Regions from separate parts of the Mus musculus genome. Here region 1 is linked to region 2. A link is a contact called in public Hi-C data. All regions are on one chromosome and are shown on one strand. The core of a region is the stretch at or near the end of the contact, and the rest is flanking DNA. Distances in the headings are between cores, read along the strand shown.

What was found. A called contact is a pair of places that touch in the nucleus more often than the background predicts.
Region 1: a contact with region 2 is called in a Hi-C map of muscle stem cells, with 2.0 times the contacts expected there. The contact joins the enhancer-like site here to the promoter of Lyrm2 in region 2. A contact is called at or near these places in 4 of 39 promoter capture datasets (cranial neural crest, frontonasal cranial neural crest, liver and 1 more), 2 of 484 Hi-C or Micro-C datasets (the AML12 cell line and muscle stem cells), 7 of 115 datasets of contacts at active chromatin or transcription factors (embryonic limb bud, embryonic stem cells, fetal liver and 2 more) and 1 of 9 other capture datasets (pancreatic islet).

What each region holds. Positions count from the first base shown.
Region 1 is chr4:32,904,928-32,908,043 of GRCm38.p6, reverse strand. All of the region lies in intron 1 of Ankrd6 (ankyrin repeat domain 6), which reads left to right. Among named protein-coding and RNA genes, the nearest start is that of Ankrd6, 44 kb to the left of the region's middle. Within about 2 kb of position 1,258, at least 59 of the 459 cell types and tissues checked have an H3K27ac peak or open chromatin away from gene starts, as enhancers often do. A contact at or near this core is called in muscle stem cells, where this site is marked.
Region 2 is chr4:32,798,939-32,801,749 of GRCm38.p6, reverse strand. It overlaps Lyrm2 (LYR motif containing 2), which reads right to left and starts at 1,491. Exons shown (of 3, transcript NM_175364.4): 1 at 1,415-1,491; 2 at 1,000-1,140; 3 at 1-607. The coding sequence starts at 1,459. The coding sequence ends at 527.

The DNA.
Region 1 (3,116 bases), core at 9-2,508, 110 kb before region 2:
TGTGTTTATTTTATTAGTATACTGTTCGAGCTTTATTCTACAAAAACTTAAAATATCTTGGAGCTTGTCCTCCTGGCTTTTAAATTTGTATTTCTGTTCCAGCCTGAACAACAGATCTTTAGGAATGACGGGCCCTCTGTATACTGAGAGGGTGACAGCTACTGTCCCTTGAACACTGAAGTGCAGCCCCACCATCCCAAACATTGTCATAGATGAAGTGTGTGTGAGAGGTGGCTGGAGTGTTTCTGAGCAGTTCTATCTGTCTGGTTGTGGACCACTGTCTATCCACTTTCATCTTGCCTTGGGAGACAAGTGCTCTCTCGTCCTCCCAGGCCTGGAGAGTTAAAGCACACATAGGGTTGGGAGGTCTGTGTGTGTGTGTGTGTGTGTGTGTGTGAGAGAGAGAGAGAGAGAGAGAGGGAGAGAGAGAGAGACTGCACACAAGCGAGCTTCCTAAACCACTCTCACTGCAAATGAATGAGAATCATCCATTGGTGTTAAAAGGCCAGACAGAGTGGGACATTACCACTTCTGCCAAACCAGTGATGGAGTTGAAGTTCCAGCTCTCAGTGCTTGGGAGCCTTGGAAGCACCCTACATGTTGCTTTCACCCCCCAAAATAATAAGAATGAAACTAGAAGCTAAGGAAGTAGCCCACTGCTTCAGGCCTTGGAGGCCCAGGAAAGGCTGTGGTTTACTTGTGCTTCTTTGTATGCGTTGGCACCTGTAACAATTTATTACACAGTGCCCGCTTGTTATTTACATTACAAAGGCAAAACATTGCTTTAATATCTTTGCCCAAACAGTAAAAGTGACGCAATACTTAGGACTCGAGCACCTCCATAATTCTGCAGAGCACCTTCTATATTTTTTACAGTTAGAGATACACTCAGATGTGATGAGGTGAATATTATTTCTCCTTTGTGTGGATAAGGGGACATCTCAGAGATTGGGAGCCTGGCATGCTGCATCACCATCACCCGCTCCTGACTATTCTAAACCCTAAGTCCTTGAGTAGACATCGGTGCTGATGATGGGCAATCCAAACCCTTCTAGGTCTTGATACTTCCTAGCCGTCTGGTAAGTTCACGTGGCTACTTCTTCTAGTTAGAAATGTCTGTGTCACTTCTGGGCTGCTTGTGTGTGCTCATCCAATTCATGTTCTCCGCCTGTTGGCTACTGGCAAGGCTCCAGATGGTGGATGCTCTGTCAGCCTGAGTCAGAGCGGAAACAGCTGCCAACCCCAGGTGACGTATCCTTTGAGTGTTTGTCACCACAGCTTAATTTAGCACCAGAGGAATGTGCTGAATGCTGTAAGGGGCACATCAGCAAACAGGTTGCCACTGAAGGGTCTTCCCAAACAGTTGCACTAAAAAGCCTGTGTGAAATAATTGTTATAGACTCCAAGACATACAAAACAGGCACAAAGTAGACCACAGCCTTTCTCATGCAAGAACCAGGACTCTTCAGTCTCCTCAAGGCCTGACACAGCGAGCTCATTCCTCAGCTTCTAGTTTTCCTTATTACTATTGTTTTGTTTTGACAGCTCTGGTTATCCTGGAACTCACTCTGTACCCTGAGCTGGCCTTGAACTTAGAGATCTGCCTGCCTGTACCTACTCAGTGCTGGAATGGAGGGTGTGCAACAGACTATCAAATGAAATCAAATTATATACCATAAAATCCACTGCCTTTCAGTGTATTTACAGTTGCAACCCATCATCATAATAGAACATTTCATCGTTCCTCAGTGAAGCCCAGGGTCTGCTACAGTAATTTCCACTGTCCTACTCAACTGAAATCAGTTTCTGTGTTTGCCTTTTCTGAACAGATGCATGTAAATAAAGTATTTATATGCAAATTAAGTTGTTATTGACTAAGTTACTTGGAGGCCAAGGTCCTTGCTTTGTTCTGCTGAAGCTCTGCTGCATTGCACATAGTAGGTGTTCAGCTCTCTGTAGGGTGAATGGTGTGGAAGGCAGTAATGGAGTTTGGGGGTAGGTATAACTGGGAGTTGCTTAGATTGCCCTGCATGAAGAATGGAGGTAGCGTTAGAGTGACCAGCTGCCACACTCTGTTGCCTGTTCATCTAGATTTTAGAAATTTCTATCTTAGCTTTTTATGAGATGTGGACATTTACCCAGCAAGGGCCACCCTGGATGTGGAGTGTAAATCACAAATAGTAACCTACTGTAGCGTCAAGGTCATGAGTGGGCCCACCATAGCCCAGCTTCTCCTTCCTCTGCAGAGTCTTCCCCCAGCTACACTTTCCTCAGGCCCTCCCCAGGTTCCTTCTTCTCCAAGGAAGCTTGACTCCCTGTCCAGAGATGAGCTAAAGCTCTCAGAAGCACACATACAGGCATCAGGAGAGCCCTGCTGGCCTGAGCATCTCCTATCCCATCTGCATTCCCAGGCCTGAGTCACCAGGTGCTGTTCTGTAGTAGTCACCTGGGGTTTTCAAGACCACAGAGGGCAGCGTAGAGAAGTGGTTAAGAGCCGAGCAGAAGGCTGCATCAGGCTGAGCTGTTTGCAGCTACTGCCCTTTGGTAGCTGTGAGGTAGTGGGGACTCCCCAGCTATTCATTTTCTATCTGGAAAATAAGCATGTGAATAAGTCAGAGGTGTGAGTAGACTTTTGAGGGCTTTATAGAGTAATGGTCATGAAATTCTGAAAGCACAGCTCGCTTTATTTAGTAAAGTTATGTGGCTACTTTTAATGTTATCAGTAATTTGGTCTCATTGCGGATGTCACTGCTCCTTGGGGAAGGGAAAAAATGACATTCCTGTTTGCCCTAATGATTTTGAGGCAAATAATTGGACAAGGGTGTCCCCATCATCTGAGAGTTGCGTGGGGGTGACAGAGAGGAGAGCATGCCTCCCAGTTGGACCTCAGGTGGGGTATGAAGCAAAGGTTATCATGATTGGAGTTCTGAAGAAATAAGATGAAAACAGTTCCAAGGTCACATAAGCCTCAAACGTCGATGTATAGCTGTTATAGAAGGGGCAGCAACCACCTTCCACTTTTTATCATCTTTTTAAAACATCAGTAAATTCCCTACTTGCCATATTTTAAGCTGATCCCTTGGGATGTGGCTAGGTCTTAGACAGACAAGGCAATG
Region 2 (2,811 bases), core at 242-2,741:
GTTTGGCCCCAAAGGGGTCATGACCCACAGCAAGAGAATCACTTTTCTAGGGCAGTACACTGCCAGTCCTGCATCTGACTTTGTAACAGCTTGTGATCACATCACAACATACACTCATTTTGGTTTGTGTGCCACAGTGCCTGTGTGGAGGTCGGAGGGCAACTTTCTGGAGTGGTTTTTTTTTTTTTTCCACGATATGAGTGTCACAGGGACCAAACTTCTGTCCTTGGCAGCAAGAGTCTTCATGAGGAGCTATCTTTACCAGCCCTGTCCTCATTGCCTTTCTAAGAATTGCTAACTAGTCGTCTGTTTTTCAAAGGGGCTGCCATTTCACCTTCCCTCTGAGCAATTGAGGATTCCAACCTCTCATCTTGACATTAGTTCACGTTTAATTATTACAGCCACGGACTGTAGTGGAAATATTAACACGCTTCACTTATATTCTTGATCAGAGTGATTATCACCTTTTTGGGTGCTCTATGACAGTGGCTCGGAGCCTGTGCAAAACACATGAAAAATCTTCCAGTTACGAGTTGGCTAAGGCAAGCGTCCTTTCTAGTTCCTTTAGCTGCATATTGCCTTGGGTTATCATCATTCGGATTGTATCCTGTGGAGGAAAGGACAATCTAGTCATTGTTTTACCAGCTTAACCACGGCAAAGTTCTATTATTGTATCTGGTACAGTCAAGAACCAACAGTGGCTGTTACAGGTTGTAGCTGTGGGCTTACCAATGCCCAAGGCACTACATTCAATCCTGTCACCAAAAGGCACTCCCCCCATCCACCCCCCCCCCCCAAAAAAAAACAGTAGTGTGAAGTGGAAAGCTGGACGCTAGGCTACACAATACAAAGCCAGATGTGCTGCAAAACAAATGTAAAATACCCAGTGGGCAGTGAGCAAATTCTCTGTGGCATATTCCAAGGTGTTCGCTAAACTTCACAAGCTCAGTGATACAATGGGACAAAGGAGCCGTGGCCCCAGCGTGGTCTTGCTCTCACCTCTTCTGTGGCACTTTTGTTTCTTTTAAATTCTTCCCTGGCCCAATCCTGAAGGTATTTTCGGTCAGAATCACTTGGAACTTGCCTAATCGCTCGCAAAATCTTTCTGTAGAGGAGGAGAACTTGCTGCCTTCTCATGAACTGCTCAAGGGAAGGAGAAAGACAAGTTACCACAAACCAGCCGGCTCCACTCAGCAAGCAGAAATAGCCCTTTGGTCCTCGCTAGCAAACAGAACAAGAGAGAATCCTTGCGGACCGGCGGGCGGGCGGCTTGCGAGGGCGGGGCACGCCTAGCAGCTCCGCCCTCGGGAGGCTGAGGCTGTCGGCCGAGGCCCGCGGTGGCCGCGGCGAGCCAGGTCGCAGGGGGAGCGCGACCACACAGGACACCTCCGCGGGGCTGAGAGATCAGCAGTACCTGCTTCAGCGTCAGGGCTGCGGGAGGCAAGCGGGATGCCGCCATGTTGCCCACGGAAGCTGCTGCGGCTCAGGAGCGGAAGTGGCCCTCGGGCACCCTGGTCACGGAAGCGGAAGGAGGAGACGGATGCGCGAGTCCTGGGTTTTCCGCGGAGAACCCAGGAGCTCGGTCGCTTTTACGGGAGGGGAGAAAATGTGTGCCTTTTGAGCACCCTTGCTGTGTATAACTGAGAAGACCGCCATTATGCTGGCAAATTCCGTTTGCATCCTGGAAGCTTCTCTTTTTCTCTACACTTTATCCTACAGCACGCAGGTCGCCTCGATCGTTGCGACTCCGTGCGCTTTCCCTACTCGTGTGCCCTCTCGCTTTTTTGTTTTTGTCCCCCACATCACATACCCAGAAGTCAGGTTATTGAATCTGCTTCTCGTGTTTTGTTTTGGTTTTTCAATTTTTCTCTAACATGGGACGTTGGGGATCAAACCTGTATCATCAGGTTTGGGGCAAAGCACCTTTAATGTCTGAGCCATTTCAATGGCCCTTGGATAATTTCTTTATATAGAGAGCTTTAACTCTACATTAACATATTTGTTTCTTTTTTTGGTTTTTCGAGACAGGGTTTCTCTGTGTAGCCCTGGCTGTCCTGGAACTCGCTCTGTAGACCAGGCTGACCTCAAACTCAGAAATCCGCCTGCCTCTGCCTCCCAAGTGCTGGGATTAAAGGCGTGCGCCACCATGCCCGGCTAACATATTTGTTTCTTTTGAGACTTTACAATATTGTCTTCTACTCACAGCTGTTGTAAAAGTGTATTATTATGATCAGTTTTATATTTACTCCACGTAAGTTATTTTCATTTATGACACACTATGGATCTAAGTTCTTTTCCAGCCACTAGACTAAAAATTCAAGATCATTTATTAAATAATTCATGACTTTCTCAGGTCATTGTAGTAATCTTTTTGAATGCAGGGTCTTTTATTGTCTAAATAATTCGATCAGTCTTGTTTTATCTCGGCCAGGTATCAAGCTATAAATTTTGCTTTTTATGTTGTTGTTCTGGCAGATCCAGTAGTTTCTTGTTAGGATATTTTCTATGACCCTTGGAAAGGCACTGAGCTAATTTCCACATCACCTGGGGATATTTATAAGATTCATAATTAGTGCTGGGTCTAAATTGGGCACCGAGAACAGGTATTTTGTACATTCTTTTCTCTACACTCATGTTAGCCACAGGCAATGTTGTCATATAGATATATACTCCCTGTCTCAAAGATTTATACTTTGAGTAGGAAAGCTTTGAAGGTCAATGCAGTGTTACTTAATTGACTGAGAGTAGGTTCTTGCCTCAAATAACTCTCAGCGCCAAAGCTCAGCGTACAGTCTTTTTAAAGACAAAAGA